Regions from separate parts of the Sus scrofa genome. Here regions 2 and 3 are each linked to region 1. A link is a contact called in public Hi-C and promoter capture Hi-C data. All regions are on one chromosome and are shown on one strand. Each heading gives the region's core, a stretch centred on a gene start, on an enhancer-like site or on the middle of the called end of the contact. The rest is flanking DNA. Distances are from core to core; before and after follow the strand shown.

Region 1 (3,460 bases), core at 839-3,338:
ACTCATCTCCTTGCCCTCTGTACTTGCTTACTCCCATTCACTCATCAATCCCTGCCCACCCCACCACTCCACTGACTGTGCTTTCATCAAATTTCCCTTGTCTTTTTTTCAAGTCCAGAGGCCATCTCTCAGGCTAGATCTCGTCTTCCTGATGCACTTGACCATGACCTCCTTCTAGAACGTTCTCTCCCGGTGGCTTCTGAGACATCACACTCTCCTGGGTGTCTTCTGGCTTCTCAGGTCACTTCTTCTCATTCCTTTTCCCAGCTGGTTCCTCGAGGTGGGCCTGGGGCCCTTGTCTCACCCTATTTGGTCTATACTTTCCCCTCTTGCACTAGCACCCTTCTTGTAACTTCCATCACCAGCTCCCTGGTCTGTCTCCAGTCTTGGCCACTTCAGACTCTGTTTTGGATTCATATGTCTCAGTGTCACTGTTCCCTTCTTTCCCCAGGCTCATCCGCATCTGTCCTCCATCCATTTGGCTCCTCAAGGCAGAATCTCAGAGAAGCAGCAGAATCCTCTCTGCTTTCACTCTCACATCCCACCGCATGACCAAGATTTGTTGACTTTACCCCTAAATAGGTACCAAATCTGACCCTCCCTCTCCATCCCAATGGTTCAGGTAACATTTTTCTCTCACCTGGACAACTGATACGGCCTTCTCACTCATGCCCTAGTCCCGCTCCCAACCACACTCCTTCTGCCCCAGGGGCAGGGGGGGAGTAGCTTTTTAGATCACAGGTAGCTCCTTGCCACTTTTCATATCTTGTGAACCTGCTCAACCCTTGATGTCTTCATCTGCATCATTGAGCCAATACCATCCACCTTGAAGGACTGTAGGGAAACTAAAATGAAATGATGACTGTAAAGAGGCTGTGTAAACTATGAATCGAAGTACCCCCGTGGGCAATGAAAGAGCAATTTGCAGGGCCAGAAATATTAGAAAGCAGCCCTTGCATGGGTGTTGTCCGTGGTGCTGAAGATGGGTTCGGTACTCCAGTTTTTGCTTCCCTGGAAAACTGGCTAAAGACGTCAGTCTGATAGATTTTTTTTTTTTTTTCCTATTTGCCACCTAGATTTTTTTTTTTTTTCTTTTTAGGGCCGCACTCGCGGCATATGGAGGTTCCCAGCTAGGGGTCTAATTGGAGCTGTAGCTGCTGGCCTACATCACAGTCACAGCAACGCTGGATCCTTAACCCACTGAGCGAGGCCAGGGATTGAACCCGAAACCTCATGGTTCCTAGTCGGATTCGTTTCCACTGCCGCACGACAGAAACTCCCTATCTAGATTTTTTAAATTGTCTAAATGATCACGATGACTTATGGTTCACCAGGTAAGTGAGAGGGATAGAAAGTAAGTATGAAGTATGAGGTTTCAGGAGTTAGCCCCACTACTAACGAGCTGTGTAAGCACAGACAATTGACCTATTATTAATATCTCAGTTTTCTCATCTGAAAATGGAGATATAATACATTAGTATTAACTTGCGTATAAGTAACTGGAAATGGAAATTAGATGAAACCTTAAACAAAACTAAAGTAACGTTAGTTCTTACCTTGACTTGCTGCTTTACCATAAAACACTGCCCCGATATATATTAACGTTAGTTGTTACCATTTTTAGTCGGTGGTTTCACATACAAGTGAGGGGGTTTTAGCACCTCTTGGCAATTACAAACTTATTTTTCCTCCTCTGGGGAGTCAAAGGGGAGGAGACTATTTCTCTGTTAAGAAACGTCGAGGCAGGGTGGGCAGCAAGTCCTCACGTCCTTGGGAACTCAGATTCAGCTGTGGAAGCCCCTGAACATCTACCTCAGGCTCCGTCATCCTTCCAAGACCACTCACCACGAGGTGACAAATGTTAGTCCCATCCTGTAGACGGGTAAATTAAGTCTCCGAGAGACTTGCTGGAAGGCACCCAGGGGGAGGAGAACCCAGCTTGCACAGACTAGAGGGTGGGCGGGCACCCGAGCTAGAGAGGCCGGTAACGGGAAGGCGAAGGCACTCCCTCCTTCTCCCCCAGCCACTCAAGTCCTTCCACTCGAGGGAGCGTGGGTGGCGGCGAGACAAAGGGGAGGGGGCGGGGCGGAGGTGGGGGGCGAAGGCCGGAAGTGCGGCCAAGGCGGAGGCGGGAAATTCCGCGCAGGGGGAGCTCCGAGATCGCGCAGACGGGAGTCCCTATCCAGGAGCCGAGTATCCTCAGACAAGTGGCTTCCCCTCTCTGGGCCCCAATTTCTTGCTAGGTGAAAAAACGGAGGGCGTTCGCGGGGTTAGATTGTGTGAGATCTAAGAGGCAGCGCGCCCCGCCCTCAACAGGCGCGCAGCAAATGGGCAGCCTCTCCGCCCCTCAGTCTCCAGTCTGTGAAATGGGAACCGGTTCGAGGAGGGCGGGGAACCCAGGAGTCCAGGTGCCACGGTGAGGAGCGGCGGGTAAGGGGCACCCCTCCCTCCTTCAGGCCTCTGCTTCCCCACCGGCACCGCCCCCTCCCGGTTCTGAGGCCGCGAGTTGGCCAGCGCGCATGCCCGGGGCGGGGCGCAGGGCGGGAGAGCGGAGCTAGCTCGGAGGACGGCTGCACGGAGTCCGCCCGCCAGCCCGGCCGGAGGCAGCCGAGGCCGCTCGGGCGGCGGCGGCGGCGGCGGCGGCGGTGGCGGGAGCTGGAGCGCAGCGCGCGGAGGAGACGAAGCGGCGGCACAGCCGGGTAAGTGCCGCGCCCGCACCTGCTGCCCCTTCTAGGCTGACAGTGTCGACCCCCTTCTTCCGCTCGCGGCAGCCCCAGAGACGCTGTCCAGGGTCCTCGAGCGGCCTGGGTGGCGGGGCTCGGGTACGGTGCGCGGTGGTATATATCTGGGCGCCCGGGTGAATGTATGCGCTCCGCCAGGGTGGCGGGTGTCTATTTCCAGGCGCCTGACTGGGGCGGGGCGGGGGCGGGTCCGCAGTCCCAGCCAAGGACCCGAGGGGCCCTGCTGGTCAGCCTGACCCGTGTGTAGGACCCCCGCCCCATGCCTGGCCTCTCCGCCGCCTGCCGCTTTGTTTGGCACCGCGGTGCGGGAGGTGGCGCTTCCCGCCACCGCGGGGAGGGGGTCCGCCCGCATTGATTCATTTTTTCCCCCTGGAGCCAGCTCGGCGCTAGAGTGGTTCTACTGGCACCACTGAGCACACTCGCCGTCGCACGCCTAGTGTGGCACACACTCTGGGGCTCCGTCACACACAGTCGCACACTCAACGCTTGAAGCCACGGGTCTACGCACACTATGGCCCTTGATCATTCCATCAGACTCATACACAAGGCCACCTGTGCACCCACCCAGTACACCTTGCCATACACACCCAGGCATAGCTGCGCACTCACCCCAACCACTGCCTATCACAGCACACTCAATTCAGCAATACTCCCTGATCACAACACACTCGTAGCCACCCTCCTCTGGCCTGCGTGTGTGCCTGTTCACACCAGCTCAT
Region 2 (3,365 bases), core at 129-2,628, 160 kb after region 1:
AATTCTGCTGATGGCTAAATTAGGAAGGAGCAGGAAGGAAGGAGGAAGTAGTTGGAAAGAGTGCTTGCAGTGGGTTTACTCAGTGTAGTGTTGCCAGAGCTACTGACTGAAGTCTCTGGGAATCAGACAAGATGTCCAGGGGAAGATCACAGTGGGAGCATAGCACTCACTAGCCCTTGTGTTTCTAACAAATGGAGTTGACATTTATGGCTGGTTTGTTCAACTAGGAAATGTTCAAAGTCTTTTCAGTTCCTGAGCCTGTAACTTGAAATGAGAAAGAAGTGTGAGATAGACAATGGTGAACACTATGCATGGACCAGGTTGTACAGGGCCTGAAATTTCTTTCTTTTCCATACTACTAATAAATGACCATATTCTCATCATCAGATTGAAAACTACATCAAAGTATTACTGTGCAGAAGTGAAATTGCCCTTCAGCCCAACCTTGCTTCCGCTCCCCCCTAAGGGAACCGCTACTCACAGCTTGAGGCACTTCTTTCCTTTCCCTCTTGCAGTTCATAGTTGACCTTCAAGTCTCAAATCAGAAGAAGAAAATCCCAAAGGCCAAATGTGATGGTGGTTCTGCACCCTGCTCCCCACCACCCCAGTGTTTAAATGTCAGAGCACCTCCCACACTGTGCTGTGACTGGACACTTGCCATCTGTTAGTCTCCTAGACTGTAATCTCCCCTTGGCCAAGACTGGATTTTATTATATTTTGGAGACTGTTTCCTGAAGACGACTGGCTGGAGGAGTGGCAGGCTGCCTGGATAAATCAGACCTGTCTTTCTTAGGCTGGTTCTTACTTAAGGAATATTTAAGGGGCCCAGCCTTCGAGTAGGGACCCAGTCAGGTCACATAAACTCTGCTGGTGTGAAGTGAAGCCTCTCCAATGAAGAGAAATGTATAAAAATTGGACGGAAGCAACGTGGCCTTGCGGGAAAGGCCCAGGACTTGCAGGAAAGATGCCACGAAGGCATGAGACTTAATGCCACCTCTCCAAGGCTCCTAATAATGGGATTCATAATATCCACCCAGTTTAGGAGAAGAAATTTTGCAGAATGAATCAGGAGTCAGGTTGCACAGCGACCACCCCCTCCGTGCTCTCGAGGTCCTCCAGGCTGCCTTCCTCTGGTGGCCTGTGCTCACTATAATCCCTCTGTCCAGTCCGCTTCACCTCTAGACCGGGCCAGAGCTGCACCCTGTCACCACTGGTGCCCTGGAAATGCGCGCTGCTTGGCGGGAGTAGGGAGCGCGGCCCCGGCCTTCGGGCCCCTCCGGCTGCGCCTCCGTCCTGCTGACGCCCTCCTGTGGCCGCTGCGAGGCGACCTCCGGCCGTCCTGCGGGCCCCCTCCCTCGGCCGGTGACATCACCGCATTCCCGTCCCGGCTCCTCCCGCTTGCCGCCGCAGTGACAGGGAAGCCGGGCCCGGTGGCAGAGAGGAAGTGCGGGGCCGCCGCGCCGAGCCCGTCCCCGCCGAGGCCGGCTCCCCCAGGCGGCTCGGGTGACAGTGTCGCGGCCGCCGGGCGCAGCGCGGGGCACGCGCCGGGCAGAGCCAAGGGCCAGGCGGACGCTTCAGCAGAGACGCGGGGAAAATGGCTGATGACTTTGGCTTCTTCTCGTCATCGGAGAGCGGGGCCCCTGAGGTTGCCGAGGAGGACCCGGCGGCTGCCTTCCTGGCCCAGCAGGAGAGTGAAATCGCGGGCATAGAGAATGACGAGGGCTTCGGGGCACCTGCCGGCAGCCAGGCGGCCCTCGCGCAGCCGGGACCAGCGAGTGGGGGTGAGTCAGCGCGGTAGCCTGGGGACTGGGGCGGGGGGGGGGTGCTGCAGCTCGCACCCGGGGTACCGGTCTCGGGGCCCTGCGGTCGAGTGAAGAGGGCCTGCTATGTATGGCCAGCCGGGAGCAGGCCTGGGACTGTGTGTACCTGAGTGGACCTGGAAGAAATGGGGGAGGGGAGTCTTGTGGAGATTCCCCCATCTGAGGGCCCCCCTGGAGCTGTGGATCTGGTGGCTCCCAGGATAGAAATTCAGCGTGACATTTCATCCCCAAGCCAACTCTGCTACTGCCCAGCTCTGGAATCCAACACTGCCCAGCCCTGAGACTCTCTCCTGAGCGTCCCAGGAGGCTGGCTGGCCCAGGCTGAGCCCTGCAGTTGTGGGCAGAACCCAAGACCTCCCTGCCCCTCAGACTTAGCTCCTTCCTACGGCTGGGAGAGCAGGGGCACTGGCTGAGAACTCACAAACCTTCCCTGGGGACCACCTGCCATCCTGCAGTCATTGATCTTGGCATTTGACTTACATTTAATCATTTCATGTACATTCTTAAACCCATCTCAGAGATGGCAAAACTGAGGCTCAAAAGGTACACTACTGAAACAACTAGTAAGTGGCAGAGAAAGGACTCTAAATCTATTTCTTTCAGACTCTAAGCCCTTCCCACCTGACCACATTGTCTTCCAGATGCCTGGCTCTGGATTAGACCCCAGCATGGGGGCAGGGAGGTGGGGGTGTGGGGGGGTTTCAGTCAAATGTGGTCCTGTCCTCCTGGGGTTTGTAACTTAGTGGTTGTCCAAAGGTGGCCCAGGGCTATTGTGGATAGCTTCAGACTCAGGGTTTGGAGCCTGATCTTTGCACTAGCATGTTCATCAACAATATCCCTGCTCTGGTTCTGCTTGAAAGAACAATTTCTTGAAGTGTTTAGTAAAAAAGTAGACATCACCTTCATGGGTGAATCCCAAACAGCCTTTGCTTCCTCTTAATGTTGTCATTTTAGTGGGGGTTTATCAGCCTGTTGGAATAAACGGTAGCTCATCTGTTTTTAAAAACTGCTTACAAGAAAGTCTCCTTAGAGTCATGTTTGCATTCATTCAACATTTACTGAGCACCTACTATTGGCCAGGCCCAGTGGGGATGCAGATATGAATAAGATAGTTCCTGGGGCTAGAGGAACTGGGAGCATCTCTGTATTTCCTTGGCACAAAAAACCTAACAAGTCTTTTTTAACATATAAGAAACCAGAGGCCCAGAGATCTGAGTATCTTTCACAAAGTCGCACAGCCATGAGTGACAGATCTGGGACTTGATTCCAGGCCTCCCAACTCTGGGCTCCATGCTCTTTCAAATGCTATGACAGTCACCCTGGGAGGTGATAGGATATGAAGGTAGGGAGGGGGAGTCTTTTGCTACTCAAACAGGTCAGCTGTGGGGGTCATCTGGAGAAACAGCAACTCCTAATATCTCAGTATGGACCCTTATACATCCCAGGGAATTTCTAGGAAATGCGGGCCGACGTTCATACACCGGTATTCATTGGTCCACACCTCCCCCTTGAGACCACCAGCTTCCCCACTCTGGTTGGCCTGGG
Region 3 (3,611 bases), core at 68-2,567, 220 kb after region 1:
GGTCGAAGATGTGGTTTGGATCTGGTGTTGCTGTGAGCTGGGGCGTAGGCCGGCAGCTGCAGCTCCTACTCGACCCCTAGCCTGGGAACTTCCATATGCTGCAGGTGGGCCCTAAAAAGACAAAGGAAAAAAAAAATCAGGGATAAAGTAGTCTTAGAGTCATTAACTTCCAGGAAAGTCTTCAGTTTTCATTAATTTGGGGATAAGAACAAAACAAAGTGATCCTGTTTTATGATTTATGTCAGGTTGAAAAATGCTCTTTCTTCCCCTCCTGACTGAGATGTAATGTGCCTTCCTTTTTTTTTTTTTTTTTTAATTAATTTTTCCGCTGTACAGCATGGGGATGCCTTCCTTTTGATGGAGGAGGGCAAGAGTCAGCTTTGCTTTCACAGAGGGTAAAAATTATATAGTATATTTTAGAAGTTCAAAATTTACAAAGTAACACTTTGAACAGAAACAACACAACAACAAAATCACAGGGCAATGTAATTGTGCTATTTATAAACTAATCACAGAATTTAGAAAAGATTCTAATTAACAGTGCACTCAAACAAGGGTCTGGTGATGGCACTCAGGTTTAAAGGTGCATGAGGAAAGCCTCTCAGTTTTGCCAGTGGGCTTGGCCTATGGTCAAACACTGAAATCTAAAAGTCAAATCCAAACCCCACTCCCTACAGCCCTCTTGAGATGTGCCTTGACCACAAGATTTGGACGTAGGGTAGAAATGTGGACAGATTTATTCCTTTACTTCCTCAACTTTGTTGCTTTGTCATATTTGTAAATCCTTTAGGAAAAAAGTCTTCCTTCAGGATGTGACATTTGAGTTGGCACCTCTCCAAGTGTCACTTTCCTAGTGTAAAAGGAAAATGATATTACGACCACGTTACCTAGGGGAGTCAGGTTCGGTTTGCTCCCCCTTTGGGTTCTGCTAATGGTAAACACTGCCTAACTCAGCTGTTCCTGGAAGAGGGTCTCTGCTCACTTCACATCTTTTCAAAGTGTCTTTGAATCTCTCTGAGCCTCAATTTCCCCTCTGTGAAAGGGGTTTGGTCGTGTCACTCCATCTGCCCTCAGTCTGAAACAGACCCGGGCATAGAGTGCTGGTAAAGGGTGCTTTTACTTTGGGAGCTGCTGGGTTCCACACACAGAGCGGAGGCTCCACCATCCAGCCGTGCAGCTAAGACACGGGGCTTTCCCGATTGTGGACTACAACTCCCAGCGTTCCTCGAGACTCACCCCCAACCCCGGCCAAGTATCGCGTGAAATGACGCGACCTCCGGAGGCTTTATCAGGCTGCGGGCTGGTTCCGCAGCCTGAGTTCACTCCCTGCTCAGTGCCTGGGGCCTTTGGTGTCGCCACGGGCACAGTGCCATTCACACCATGGCTTGCGTCTCGACTGCCCCACTTCCTCTCGAGAAACGTGGGTCCTTGGAACATCTTTAGTGTCGGAGCTCGGGCCGCAGGCAGCTCCGCGGCGGCGGCAGAACAGGTAACCAGATGAGCCGGGCCTGGGGCTCTGTCTTTTGCAGGTACGGAGGGGCGTGCCCTGGTCCCTCCACCGAGGTCCGGGTCTTGGGCCTCGCGGCCCCTCTCCCTTCTCCCCTTACCGGGGCTCAGATCTTGGCCAGACCACTGCGTGCCTCTGTCGCCCCGCCTTTTGTGGTCCCCTGTGGGTTTCGCTCTGATACCCAGGCAGCCCCGGCACTTGGCCTAGCCCCGACTTCACCGGGCCAGCCTAGTCCTGGACCCTCGCTCCTCGCCTTCACGTCTGAAGCCTCCTACTTGCCCTGCCCTGGGGAACCTTCGGCGTGGGCCAGGCCCCGACTAATCTGTTTAGTCTTTCTTAGCCTCTCCGGTTGAAGAGGCGGTTGACTCAGCCCAGGCCTTTCACATCCTGGTGTCATTGTCCTGTATCTTGTGAAGGAGAAGTCAGAGCCCTGCGGGGAAGGAGGGGGGAGATTGGCACCGCGAAGTGGAAGGGGAGGTTCGGGGTCAGAATGTTGCCCGAACCTGGAGGGTGGCCAGACTTTGGTTTCTACGATGCCCTTTGATGAAGAACTAACGGATTTTCTGACTGGAGCTCCGTCAGGATAGACGGGGCAGTGTAGCAAGTTGAAAAGCAAGTAAGTTGGCTTTCCTAGGGCTTTGTTTGAATTCCCCTGTAAAATGGGAGTGAAATACCTGTCTTATAAATGGGCCACTTATCTGTAACCTTGGACAAATCACTTCTGCTTTTTTAGTTTACTTCTCTTTAAATTGGGGATAAACAATGCTTGCTTTGCAGGGTCATTGCAAGGGTTAAAACACAAGATAAATGTATAAACTCCTCATTTAAATATCAGTCATCGTTTCAGCAAAGAATGAATTTACCCACTGTGGTACCTAGCCCCTTTCTGTGGGTCAGGTTATTTTGACCCTGAGCCTAACTTTAAAAACAAAATGAGGGAGTTCCCGTTTTGGCTCAGCAGAAATGAACCTGACTAGTACCCATGAAGATGTGGATTCAGTCCCTCGCTCAGTGGGTTAAAGATCTGGCGTTGCCACAAGCTGCGGTGTAGGTTGCAGACTGGGCTCAGATCTGGTGTTCCTGTGGCTGTGGCATAGGCCGGCAGCTGCAGCTTGAATTCAACCTCTAGCCTGGGAACCTCCATATGCTGCACCTGTGGTGCTAAAAAGCAAAAAACAAAACCACCACAATGAGGAGTTCCTGCCATGACACAGTGGGTTAAGGATCCAATATGTCTGTGGCATCATGGATTAGACCCCCAGCTAGGCACAGCGGGTTAAGGATTAGCCTTGCCACAGCTGTGGTGTGGGTCACAGCTGTGGCTCGGATTTTATTCCTGGCCCTGGGAACTTCCATATCGTTTGGGTGTGGCTGAGAAAAAGTGAGTGTAATACCTCTCCCTGGGTTGTTATGGGAAATACATGAAAGTACAGGAAGCTGTTTGACAGAATCTGAAGGGCTGTGCCAATGCTGGTTGTTGTTCTCAGGACCTCTGGAATGGATGGACTCTTCCTGAGCAGCTTGGCTAATTTGCAGCAGCTGGACAATGTTCCTCTTTAATATCTGTCTGTCAGCATAACCATCACATCGTTTCACTTTGGTAAGGTGACCTTTTTACTGTGTATAGTGTCTTTGTCTTATCACAGGTATTAAGATCAGTCACAGGTGTGGTGAGACCTTTGACTTTTTTCTTTTTTCCCCTCCCTTGGCATGTTTGTCACCCTCACTCCTTTATGTGTGTTTCAACCTTGTAAACAAACCATAAAACTCTGTGTGCCTGTCAGAAGAACAGCATTGGAGCTATTTGGTGTTCGCTGTAAGAAAATGCCCTTTATTTTTATTAGGTGGCAGGGACTCACAACTCCGAATTCTGTATAGAAAAGCACCTGGATCCAAGTCTTACAATGGCTTCAAGACAACCAGAAGTGCCTGGTAAACTTAATTCTTTTTTGGTAAAGTTATCTTTTGCCCTTAACGTTTTAAGCTAGGTAGAAACCACTTTTTGCGAACCATATATTAATATGACACCAGGAGAGTATTTAGACTTTAACAGATTGGCATCATTTAAACATCATCTTATTAACCACCCAGCCCAGGTGTGAAC

Evidence for each region. Promoter capture Hi-C pulls out the DNA fragments that hold promoters and counts their contacts. Hi-C and Micro-C count contacts between places; a contact is called where the count stands out from the background.
Region 2: a Hi-C map of embryonic fibroblasts shows a contact between it and region 1, with 4 times the contacts expected there. The contact joins the promoter of CLTB here to the promoter of GPRIN1 in region 1. A contact is called at or near these places in 1 of 5 promoter capture datasets (liver), 11 of 47 Hi-C or Micro-C datasets (embryonic fibroblasts, epiblast stem cells, fetal heart ventricle and 6 more) and 1 of 2 datasets of contacts at active chromatin or transcription factors (skeletal muscle).
Region 3: a promoter capture Hi-C map of fetal skeletal muscle shows a contact between it and region 1, with 4 times the contacts expected there. The contact joins the promoter of KIAA1191 here to the promoter of GPRIN1 in region 1. A contact is called at or near these places in 1 of 5 promoter capture datasets (fetal skeletal muscle) and 2 of 47 Hi-C or Micro-C datasets (embryonic fibroblasts and heart right ventricle).

Annotation. Positions count from the first base shown.
Region 1 is chr2:81,305,644-81,309,103 of Sscrofa11.1, forward strand. It overlaps GPRIN1 (G protein-regulated inducer of neurite outgrowth 1), which reads left to right and starts at 2,089. Exons shown (of 3, transcript XM_021084418.1): 1 at 2,089-2,699. The region is part of intron 3 of LOC106509472 (a long non-coding RNA gene); the gene reads right to left.
Region 2 is chr2:81,463,509-81,466,873 of Sscrofa11.1, forward strand. CLTB (clathrin light chain B) reads left to right here and starts at 1,379. Exons shown (of 5, transcript XM_021084433.1): 1 at 1,379-1,781. The coding sequence starts at 1,595.
Region 3 is chr2:81,522,259-81,525,869 of Sscrofa11.1, forward strand. KIAA1191 (KIAA1191 ortholog) reads left to right here and starts at 1,318. Exons shown (of 9, transcript NM_001252388.1): 1 at 1,318-1,489; 2 at 2,995-3,107; 3 at 3,352-3,439. The coding sequence starts at 3,412.